Linked DNA regions of Sus scrofa: region 2 is linked to region 1. A link is a contact called in public Hi-C data. All regions are on one chromosome and are shown on one strand. The core of a region is the stretch at or near the end of the contact, and the rest is flanking DNA. Distances in the headings are between cores, read along the strand shown.

Region 1 (6,203 bases), core at 2,603-5,102:
TCCTTACAATGCGGATAGTGATTCTCAGGGAATTTTGAGGCCTGGGGACAACATTTGCTGTGAGGGCCCCTGTGGACGGCCAAGAGCTGCCTAAATGTAAGAGATGCTTGTTTTTCTTCATCCCGGAGCAGGAGCTGGGGTTGGAAGGCCGACCAGGGTGCGCCAAGTGTCCCAGAGTGGCTGTTTTCAACCTTGGCGTGCATGAAAGCCCCTGGGAAGGAAGAGGCAGGGCGGGAGGAAAGGCCAGAGCCCCAGGTTCTTATCTAGAACTTCCCTCCACGGGAAGAGAAACTCCGGACTGCCACCACCAAGTTCCAAGCATTCCAGCCGGCTCAGCGGGAGGAAGCCTGTCATCGCCTGACCTTGCAGCAGCCCTAGAGGGGCCGGGGCGGGGGGGGGGGGGGGTTGGCAGTAATCCTCTCTCCCAGCCTCTGTCCCTGCCCTGCCCTGGTCTCACTGTCCAGGGCATGGCCCGAGGCCCAGCCCCCAGGCCTGTCCTACCAACAGGCCAACCATACCAGGGGGCGGCTTTCGAGAGTGACTGGGACTTGGAATCGGGGCTCCCAGGCTCTGGTTCTGGTTTCCTCTCTGGACCTCAGGGTCTCCTCTGTGAAACAGGGACATCAGTGAAGGTCGCCAGTAAACGGCAGTTCTGGGATGGGACAGATGTGCCTGTCCTGGGGTCAAGCAAGAGCCACCTGCTGCACACGTCACGGAGTGCTCCCTGCTTCTGCTTCCTGGGCTGCCGGAGAAACACACACACATGCTGCCCTCTTGGTTGGCGGTCAACAGCACTCTGGCCCAGGAAGTCCAGGTTCAAGCCATCTTTGTAATTTTGTGTCTGATTCTTCTTGAATTCTTGCTCCCAGTTGGGCTGCAAGGTCCTCAAGGATGAGAGACTGGGTGTTTCTGTGTGCCAAAGGGAGTTAAGGATCTGGTGTTGTCACTGCAGCAGCTCAGGTCACTGCTGTGGCTCGGGTTTAATCCCTGGCCCAGAAACTTCCATATACCGAGGACAAAGAAGGATGAGAGGGAGTTCCCATTGTGGCTCAGGGAATTAAAAACCCAACTAGGCAGTTCCCGTCTTGGTGCAGCAGAAACAATCCAACTAGGAACCATGAGGTTGCGGGTTCAATCCCTGACCTCGCTCAATGGGTTAAGGATCTGGCATTGCTGTGAGCTGTGGTGTAGGTCCCAGAGGTGGCTCGGATCCTGTGTTGCTATAGCTGTGGCATAGGCCAGCAGCTGTAGCTCCAATTAGACCCCTAGCCTGGGAACCTCCATATGCCTCGGGTGCAGCCCTAAAAAGACCAAAAACAAACAAACAAAAAAAACCCCAAAAAACCCCAAAACACCCAACTACTATCCACAAGGATGCAGATTTGATCCCTCGCCTCACTCAGTGGATTAAGGATCTGTCACTGCTGTGAACTGTGGTGTAGGTCACAGACATGCCCTAGATCCCTCGTTGCTGTGGCTGTGGTGCAGGCTGGAAGCTACAGCTCTGATTTGACCCCTAGCCTGGGAATTTCCATATGCTGCTGGTGTGGCCCTAAAAAGAAAAAAAAAAAAATTTTTTTTTAATGTTTTCGGTCTTTTGTCTTTTTAGGGCTGGATCCTTAACCCACTGAGCGAGGCCAGAGATCAAACCCGCAACCTCATAGTTCCTAGTCGGATTCATTTCCGATGTGCCACGACGGGAGCTCCCCAAGAAAGAGAAAAATTAAAAAAAGATCGAGAAACCAGGAGTCTGGGGCCTGTTTACTTCTGTGTTCCCTTCTGAGCCTAATATAGGATCCAGCAGACTGAACTGCAGACCTGTTTACTGACTGCACTGCTGGGCCATCCTTGAGTCCTTTGATGAGCTGTCACTCCACTCCCAGTGCCAGTTGGAAAGTGTTCTGGCCACACAGGGGGAATCTTACCTTCTGCCCACGGCTCCACCCCGCTCAGACGGTGTGACTTAACACAGGGCCCTTCCTCTCTCCCAGGTGGGCACCAAAGCGCCAAGTGAAGGGAGCAGTGGAGATTCCTGGCTGGTGGGGCTCGGCCAAGGGCATGAGCTGGTACTCCAGCCTTCGCCCCACCCCCGGAGCCGCTCTGTCCTTTTTTTTTTTCCCCCTGCACCCACAGCATGTGGAAGTTCCTAGGCCAGGGATGGAAACCATGCCACAGCAGTGACCAGAGCCCCTGCAGTGACAATGCCAAATCCATAACCCACGGCAACACCAGGGAACTCTCGTCCTTCATTTTTAACTTTTACACATTGGGCTTCCATGCGAGGTTTCTCTTTTGTTTTTAAGGCTTTCCTGAGGCAAAAGTGATACACACTAAACTGGTGTATTTAAAGTGTATGATTTGATACGTTTTGACACATACACACACACACATGCGCACACACACTTGGGAAACCAGCTACAATCAAGAGAGGGAACATATCCATTACCCTCAAGAACTCCTTGGAGTTCCCTTCATGACTCAGCAGAAATGAATCTGACTAGCATCCATGAGGACACAGGTTCGAGCCCTGGCCTCACTCAGTGGGTTAAGGATCTGGCATGTAAATCGCAGATGCAGCTGGGATCTGGCGTTGCTGTGGCTGTGGTGTAGGCCGGCAGCTGTAGCTCTGATTTGACCCCTAGCCTGGGAACCTCCATATGCCGAGGGTACAGCCCTAAAAAATTTTTTAAAAGAAACCTCTCCTGCCCCTTTCTAATTCCCCCATTGCCTAGGAGCCACACACTAGCTGGCGTGTTTTTTTTTTTCTCTTTTTTTTAATTACTCAATGAATTTATTACATTTATAGTTGTACAATGATCACCACAATCCAGTTTTACGGTATTTCCACCCCGTACCCCCAGTGCATCCCCCCACTTCCCAACCTCTCTCCTTTGGAAACCATAATTTTTTCGAAGTCTGTGAGTCAGTATCTGTTCCACAAAGAAGTTCATTGTGTCCTTTTTTCAGATTCCCCATGTAAGTGATAACGTTTGATGTTGGTGTCTCATTGTCTGACTTCACTTAGCATGATAATTTCTAGGTCCATCCATGTTGTTAAAAATGCCGTTGTTTCGTTCCTTTTAATGGCTGAGTAATATTCCATTGTGTATATATATGTACCCAGTTGCAGTTTTCTAGATTTTTTTTTTTATGTAAACAAACCCATACAGTATGTACTGATTTGTGTTGGCTTCTTTCATTCAGCACAATTGTTTTGAGATTCACCTGTGTTGGCACGTGTATGAATAGCCCATTCCTTTCTAATGCTGCCTGTGTCGTGCTATACGGATGCACCATATTTCGTTTACCCACTGACTTGTTGGTGGGCACTTGGGTAGTTTCCCACTTGCAGCTATTACAAATGAATGTTCCTGCTGTGAACACTCCTTCTCACAAGATTTTATCTGAAAAAGTTGCACGGTTAAAAAAAAAAAAAAAAAGCGAGAGTTCCCTGGTGGCTCAGTGGGTTTAAGATCCAGCAGTGTCACGGCAGTGGCTTGGGTTGCCGCTGTGGCGCAGGTTCAATCCCTGGCCCGGGAACTTCTGTATGCTGTGAGCATGGAAAAGAAGAAGAAGGGGGAGGGGGAGGAGGAGGAGAAAAAGAAGCCGCATAACATGATCTCCAAAGTCACGGGCTTTTAAGGACAGGAAAGCTGTCGTGGGGAGTCATGTTCTAAGGGAAGTGCCATTTTCGAGATCCTGTGGGTGCCAAGCAGCTGACCGCATGGACTCATTCCAGCCCAGCATGTCTGGGACGCAGGTGCCATTGTTTCTCCCAGTTTACAGACAAAACAGCTGAGCCATAGAGGTGTCTGATGACACACATCGAGCCTATGGCAGAGCCGTGACTCAGCCCCAGGGTCTGATGGCCTCTGGGAAGAGAACCAGCACTGGTTCTTTTGCTTACTTTGACTCACTGAGTGGTTGGGATGGATATTTGCGTTGTATCCTCATGCTGGGCTCACTGGGGACACCCAGTCGAGCCTGGAAGGCACAGTGGGGAGGGGTGCAGAGCAGCAGCAGGAAGTGAGTTCGCCATGGTCCTGAGGGGCACCGGGCCGGGCAGAGGCAGGCAGGCAGGAGCCCCTTGTTGTGCAGAGGCGGCTGGACCCTCCACGTGTGTTCTCTCCTGTAACGTTCACAGTAATCCTGTGACATGGAAGATTATCTCCATTTTATTTTATTTTTTTATTTTTATTATTTTATGGCCACACCCACAGCAAACAGAAGTTCTAGGGACTGAATCCAAGTTGCAGCTTCAACCTACACCAAAGCTGCACCTACACCGGATCCTTAAGCCACTGCGCTGGGGATCAAACCCAAGCCTCTGAAGCCACTCAAGCCACTGCGGTTGGGTTCTTAACCCACTGTGCCACAGTGGGAACTCCTCCATTTTATAGATGAGAAAACTGAGGGTCAGGAGAATCTGTCAGTCAGGCTTCTGTCGGCGTCAAGTAATAGAAAAGCCAACTGAAAGTGGCTTAAGCCATAAATACATTCACCTGACAAAACCCCCAAAGTGCCAGATGTTATCTGGGGTCCCCAGAACCCAGGCTCCTTCCCTCACTGTAGGCTTCATCCTCTGTGCTGGGCTCATCCCTCCCTCGCAGCCCCCAGAACGGTGGCAACAGTTTCAGGGGTCACAAGCCAACAATGGCATCTGCAGCCACCCAGAGAACTCTCTCCCCAGTCACCCCCCCCACCTTTTTTTTTTTTTTTTTTTCAGCTGAGCCCAAGGCATGTAGAAGTTCCCCAGCTGGGGATGGAACCCGTGCCACAGCAGTGACAAGGTCGGTCCTTAACCCACTGCGGCCGGGAGAGAACACCCTTTTTATTTTTTCTGTCACCCCTTTTAAGAGGGAAGAGTCCCACCTGGCAGCTCTCAGCAGACTCCCCCTCACTTCTCAAGGGCCAGAATTGCCTAAGCTAATCCTCCAATCAGGAGCCACCTTTTGGGTGGGGTCCCGGAGGTGGGTGCTGACCGGAGGGTCTGGTCCTGAGGAAGTAAGGGTCTGCCTCAGAGAAGGGACTTGCTCAAGGATGCAGGTGGTTGGAGGCGGAGCCGAGCCCTAAAACCCAGAGGTGCTCCACCCTGCCTGTTAACCTTCCAAGATTTTATTATCCTCCTTCCACAGGAGAGGAAATAGAGGCTCCTGTTGTAGAAACCAGGCACTTCCCAGCCCCGCTGCTCCATTAGCACAGTCCATGCCAGTGGTGTATTATCCCACCACCTACGAGGTAAGATGCTATCCTTACACCCATTTTACAGAGGGAGACACAGAGGCACAGAGAATAAGATGCTTGCCTAAGGTCACACCGCCAGAAAGTGGTGATCCTGGTATTTGAACCCTGCCTGGTATTCCAGAAGCCCGCCACACACAAAGGTCAAAGGTGGGGCAGGGGGAAGGGTCAGGTAGGCAAGTCAGAGGGCAGGTGGGATGGCCTCCAGGGAGAGCTGAGCAGTCACAGGCGAATGCTGGCTGCTTGGAAAGCCCAGTGGCCGGAACCCAGCTGGGGCCAGGCCAGCTGGCAGGCCAAGCCCAATCTGCAACATGAGCCCAGGAGCTGTCACTGTCCACCCACCTCGCCTGCTTCTCCGGTTCCAGGTCTCTGCCTGGGCCCCTGCAGGAGCCCAAAGTATAGATTTAGGTTTTATCGGTAACAAGTGCTCATAGGACAGCTCAGCAAACCACAGATGCTTGCAGTCCAGAGGAACTTCAAGGAATTTGGGTCTGATGCTCCATTTTACAGATGGGAAAACTGAGGCCAATCTTGCGTAAAAGCTTGGTTGGTTGGTTAATTTTTTTATCTGTTTTATTCACTTCCTCATCCCTGTCACCTAGAATAATGTGTGTCACATAGTAGGCATTCAATAAACATTTGTAGAATGAACGACTGATTCTTTGAATAAATGTGGTACTTAGCATTGCAGCAGCAAGCTGCTGTCAGGAGTTTCTGTTGAGGCTCAGCGAGTTAAGAGCCTGACTAGTATTCATGAGGATGCAGGTTCGATTCCTGGCCTCGCTCAGTGGGTTAAGGATCTGGCTTTGCTGCAAGCTGTGGTGTAGGTTGAAGATGTGTCTTGGATCTGGTGTTGCTGTGAGTTTGGTATAGGCTGGCAGCTGCAGCTCTGAGTCGGACCTTAGCCTGGGAACTTCCTTATGCCTCAGGTGCGGCCCTAAAAAGAAACAAACAGAAAACCA
Region 2 (5,309 bases), core at 811-3,310, 170 kb after region 1:
CAGCACTGCCCCCACCAGCCCTCCAAATCTGCAGGAGCTCGGGCAAGACCTGGACCTAGCTGGCCTCGGGTTTTCCTTTGGGAAGCCGGGTGTGCTGGTCTGTGCCCGCTGGGGTGAAGGTGATGGAGCTTTGACTCAGGGGCTCTGGAGGCCACAGCTCTTCTATCAGCTGTGGCACCCAAGTGTGGCTGGTGGGGAGGAGCTGTGGCTCTTTCATCACCTCCATCGTCCCCTACAAAATGCCCCCAAATAAACACATGTACAGAAGCAAGAGTGCCTGCCTCGTCCCAGGCAGACGCCTCTCAAGAGCACAAGACCCAGAGTGAAATTCTGCGGCTCTGGCTGGGATAAGACGCTGTCAGCCCTGGGGCAGACGGGGTGCTGCGGGGCAGAGGGGGGCTGATTGGGGTTTAAGCGGGGGAAAAGGGGAACTTCCTGTTGGGTGTTGGGTTTCGGGCAGACCAACCTAACTGAATAGGGCAAAGTCTTGGGATTAGCTTTTGAAGTATTTTTCACTCAAAAATAAGGTGTTTTATGAAAATTTCTCTCCACAACTCGCCAATGGACAGGCATGCTGGGCCAGACCTCGTCGCTGGCAGGGTGGGGAGTAGAGCTGCCAAGCCAGGGCCCCCACCATCACACCCCCCGCCCCCATCACCAGCCGCAAACAATTCTGGGGAGATGGGGAGCCAGAAGACACCCCCTCTTTGCACCTTAGTCACCTCATCTGCAAGACTGAGGTGGCAGGGTGCTGTCGCAGCTGCTTGCTTTGCAGTTCTGATTGCTGATTGTTTATTCCAGCAAACAGGTCCCAGAAAGGGGCTCTTATCAAGGCTGCATTATGTTCCACCGGCCTGCCCCCTCCCCAGCTCAGAGCCTGGGGATGAGCAGGGAGACGTGCTCTGCCTGTTCCACTTCCTTGTGAAAAGTCACAGGCCACTTGTGAGGGGACGAGGGAGGGGGGCACCTTGAAGGCCCGTCTGATGCTTCTCTGGGGTTCCGGCCACGCCAGGAGGAGGCCTCACTGGCTGCACTTGCCCGGGGGGCGTGGTCTCTGTGGCCATTCCTGCTGGAGCTGGGGGCAGGGAAGCCAAGGCACTGGGGGTCCTCCAAAGCCGGGGGGCCAGTCCTGTCCCTGCCCCCAGGCCCCGCCCCATCCTTCCCTGGCCACCACGGGAGGGCCCCATCCTCTCCCACCCCCCACGCACACAGCCCCAGAAGTCTGGCATGGGGATCCTTCAACACATCTCAGCGTTATATTATTGTAATAAATCAGTCAAAATTCCATTTTACAGTTAAATAGTACGGAAGACAGACAGTTTACTGTACAAGCGAGTTGTGCATTAAAAACAAACACACCAAGCAAATTATAGTGCAAAGCAGTTTCTACCCCTTCCACCCTCTTCTCAGCTCTTTGGCGGTTTTACAGAAGTTCCGAGTGTAGCAGGTATGGACAATGCAGTATGACAATATGTCACAAAGGACCTATACCCACACCAAAGGCTTACGGTAATGTGGTCTCAAAACCCCGTTTCCTTGTGCTTCTACATCAGTGTGCTCGCCTCGTACGACTTAAAAAAACAGACTCAGCAAGGCTGCCATCACTTTTAGTCATGGAGTGTGTGTGTGGTGGTGGGGGGGGTGTCCCTGCCCCCAGCAGGAAGGGGTAGTCATCTGGGGAGGGGCGACAAAGTGCTGGGCACTGGGAACCCCAGGGTGCCTCCCCCACGGGCCTGGGGCCCGTCTAGAACCACAGAGAACAGGGGAGAAGTCACAGGCGGCAAGGGATGCGTAGCTGCTTCCTGAGAAAGGGTGGAGAGCCCTGCTGGCTGAAAGGAGTCTGCAGGGCACCCGCGGCAGCCGTTTGGAAGAGATGGAAACTTCTTGGTCCAGGGAGGGCGGGCTAAGAGCCACGGCAGCAGGAAGGGTTTGAGTAAGATCACCAGAAGGACTTCCAACGTGTCTCAGTGTGTACAAAGGGTGCTTATCTGGCTGGGAGGGCGCGGCCAGCCAAGGGCTCTTACAGGGACAACCACTAGCCTTCTGTGGGGAAATTTCCACATCCTCTGGGGATGTGGCTGAAGCAATGACTCAAAACCACATGGGCTGTCCAGTGCTCAGGAGAGCCTTCTTATCCTTTTCCGTGTACGCCTTTCTAGAACTGAGACACTCAGAAACGGGAATCTACGCAGCCTGAGCCCTTGGGCAGGGCCTGTGTGCCTACCTGGGAACTGAAGGGACAATACGTGACCTCTGAGCTCAGCGGGGGCTGGGCCGAGGCTGGCAAGGCCTTCACAGCTCTCGTGCTCCATCACGCAGCCGCCGCGCTCCAGCTCTCAGCCCTCCCACCTCCACGGGATGCGGGGGTTCACCTTGTCTCGGACCAATGTCCGAGGGCCTTAGGCGTGAGACCGCAGCGTCTCTCTCCGGTGTTGCCCCTGTTCGGGACCAGGGCCGGCCTTCGGTGGAAGCTGGTGGGCTGCTGCTGAATGAATGGGACCTCTGGACGAGACACTGGGATCCTGACAATTCCACACTCTCGGGGAGGAGGAGAGGCTGGTGGGGCCTTTCCCCGTAAGAGACTGTGTGTCTGAAAATGTGTGACCAGATTCTTTTTCTAAAATCAGCTTTAAAAACTGGTTCTTGTTTGAGGCTGCTTTGGGAGTAGACCGGTTAAAGTTGGAGAGCTGTGTGTCTGAGGCTGGGAGGTGTGTCTGGGCCTTCTCACGAGGCTGGGGGGATAGAGGGGGTGCACAGCTTGGCTGGGACTTAAGAGGGACAGGGAAGCTGACAGCTGACCTCATGACCCCTCACCCCAAGGCTTTCTGCTAGGACCTGTCTGGTCCCTGTGCTCTCTCCCCCAAAGGGACAATTTTGGGACCAATCTAGGGGGAAAGGGACCCTTCCTGGCTCCCCCGAGAGAACAGAGGGTGAAAGCCTCAGGCTGGTAAAGTGCATGGAGGACCCGTCTGCAGGTACCTGCCCTGGTTTTAGGGACCTGCTGCCACAGGATAGTCTGCTCTGGGGCCTGGGACCCACGGACAGCTGGGATGGGGTTGGGGCCTCCTAGCTGCTAGGAGTTGTGGGGAAGCAGAGCTGGGGGCAGGGGGATGTGGACTTGGGGGTGTTCTTGTCCCACCTCTGCTGGCAATTCCCTGGGGCCTCTGGATGGGTCCCTTCCCCATCCATACCGCGAGGCAGCCCCTCTCAGGGCTGGGGGACCTGCCAGTTGTGACTCAATTTGTGTAAATGCGGAGGGAGGGCTGGGCCCAGGGGTTCGGGGTCTCTGAGGAAGGTGGGGGGTGGGAGGTCTTTCTAGGGGCCCATAGGTAAGAGGCCAAACCTCTTATGTGGGCAAAGGCCACTTCTCTCTGGAACAGAGATGCTCTCTGTTCCAGGAGGCCTGGGCCCTGTGACAGCAGTGACATAGCTGGGGACAGCCAGGTCATTCCAGGGGTGCTGGCAGGAGGAGGCTACTTCTCCCCCAGGGATGTGAGATGAGATGAGTAGGGTCTGGGCTGGGGGCAGGGTCCTGGGGGAGGCCCCTACCCCTCTGTACAAAGACACGGCTGGACCAGACGCTCCCAGAGTTAGCCACACGCCCTGGGTCCCAGGACCATGAACCCTGGGCCCAGGACTGCTCTGGAGCATAAGTCCCACTCCTGCCCTGAGCCCCGGAGCTGGGCCTGCTGCGTGTCCAGAAGGTTCTTGGGGGTCCCTGCCACCCGCGGGAGCAGTCCACTTTGGCCCGGGTGGTCAGTAGGGCCGCCACACGGCCTCGTCCATGCGGCCGGGTGTGCTCAGGGCAGTGGGCGAGTTGCTGTGGCTGCCGTCGGCCTCCACACCATCACTCTGGCCACCCAGGCTGGGGTTCATGAGGTTGCCAGCGGCGACAGAGGCGGCGCTGCTGGTGCAGGAGGCCAGCATGCGGGTGGGGGAGCGGTCGCCCCCGCTGCTGCTGCTGCTGCCGGCCACCATGGAGAACTGGTAGGAGCTGGAGGACGTGCCGTAGTACAGGTGGTAGGGGGACGGGTTGGCCTGGAAGGGCCCGCTCTGGTTCTGCGGGGCCCCCGGGTAGGGCGGCGGGAGGTAGGTGTGGTGGAAGCGGCTGGTGGCCGGCATGCTGGCCACGCTGAGGCTGCTGATGCTTGTGCCCGAGGGCGTGGCGCTGTAGGGGAAGGCGGCCGACATGGCCCCGGGGTAATGCATCCTGGGGTCCGGGAAGCGGCTCTCCGTGAGGGGCGGCAGCGCTGGGAAGGAGCGGTCGAACTGGCGGGGATCGGAGAAAGGGTTCAGGTCCGAGGTGCCTGGAGGACAGCAAGGGGGATGGTCAGTGGCAGCCGCGGACCCTTCTTTAAGATGACCTCAGACTCGCGTGCACAGGCCCATTTTGGGGCGGGGCGGGGGGGAGCCCCGGCTCTGGACCTGGCTCTGCTCCAGGTGCCGTGGGCTGCTCGGGGGCTGGAGTCTGCTGGCTCCGCATGGGAAGCAGGTGAGAGTTGGGGTCTGGGCCGCAGGTGGCCATGGGGGTGGCCGGGGCAGGTAGAGGAGGGGGACGGCTTTTCTTTCTCCTCCTAGAATCCCCTTCACAGCCTAGGCCCGTCGAGGGGGTGGAGGGGGTCCCCTAGCTGGGCTGTTGGTGTGTGGGGCGTTGAGGACAGGGCCCACACAGGCCACCCTGCAGCCTGGCCCGGCAGCTTCCCTCCCAGTTAAGAGCTGGCAAGACCGTGGATGCTGAGAGGGCCTCCAATGGTCCTGTGAGATTGGGAGTTAGGCCCTGCTTTTGCAGAGAAGGAAACAGAGGAAGAGAGAGAACGATCAATTCTCTTGATGTTGCAGAAAGGACGAGAATGTGTCATGAGGCTTCTGCTTCCTGGTCTGCTCAGGTGTGCACGTGTGTGCGCCTGGCACCTCTCTGGCCTGGGTGGGGCTCGCTTAGGTTCCGGGAGCTTCTGCCTGTGTTGTGGGGGCTGGGTCCTCAGCAGCTCTGCCCGCCCCCACTCCTGCCTCACCCTGGGCCTGGGTTCCAGGGCGGCTTGCAGACTGGAGCTGACTGGTGGCCAGATGAGGATCAGCTGTACCCTCACCCGCCTCTGCAGCATACTGAGATGCAGCCAGAGGGGCTTGGTGGCCTGGACCCTGCTCTCAACACAGAGAGACCCCAGTGTCTCGCCCAGGCCCTGCCCTGGTTCCTTGGCTCCAAGACAAGGGTGTCCCAGCTTCTGCCCTGTACTGCTGTAATCACGGACCCCCGAAACCCCAACATTCAAAGGGGCTTCAGGATTGAATCTAAACCCCTTGGTAGGAAA

Evidence for each region. Hi-C and Micro-C count contacts between places; a contact is called where the count stands out from the background.
Region 2: a contact with region 1 is called in a Hi-C map of embryonic fibroblasts, with 2.3 times the contacts expected there. The contact joins two enhancer-like sites. A contact is called at or near these places in 13 of 47 Hi-C or Micro-C datasets (alveolar macrophages, embryonic fibroblasts, fetal liver and 7 more) and 2 of 2 datasets of contacts at active chromatin or transcription factors (alveolar macrophages and skeletal muscle).

The regions. Positions count from the first base shown.
Region 1 is chr6:82,358,384-82,364,586 of Sscrofa11.1, forward strand. No RefSeq gene overlaps it. Among named protein-coding and RNA genes, the nearest start is that of CLIC4, 40 kb to the right of the region's middle. Within about 2 kb of position 3,853, at least 14 of the 83 cell types and tissues checked have an H3K27ac peak or open chromatin away from gene starts, as enhancers often do. A contact at or near this core is called in embryonic fibroblasts, where this site is marked.
Region 2 is chr6:82,529,966-82,535,274 of Sscrofa11.1, forward strand. RUNX3 (runt-related transcription factor 3) reads right to left here. Exons shown (of 6, transcript XM_021095592.1): 6 at 1,238-4,307. The coding sequence ends at 3,757. Among named protein-coding and RNA genes, the nearest start is that of RUNX3, 62 kb to the right of the region's middle. Within about 2 kb of position 2,061, at least 21 of the 83 cell types and tissues checked have an H3K27ac peak or open chromatin away from gene starts, as enhancers often do. A contact at or near this core is called in embryonic fibroblasts, where this site is marked.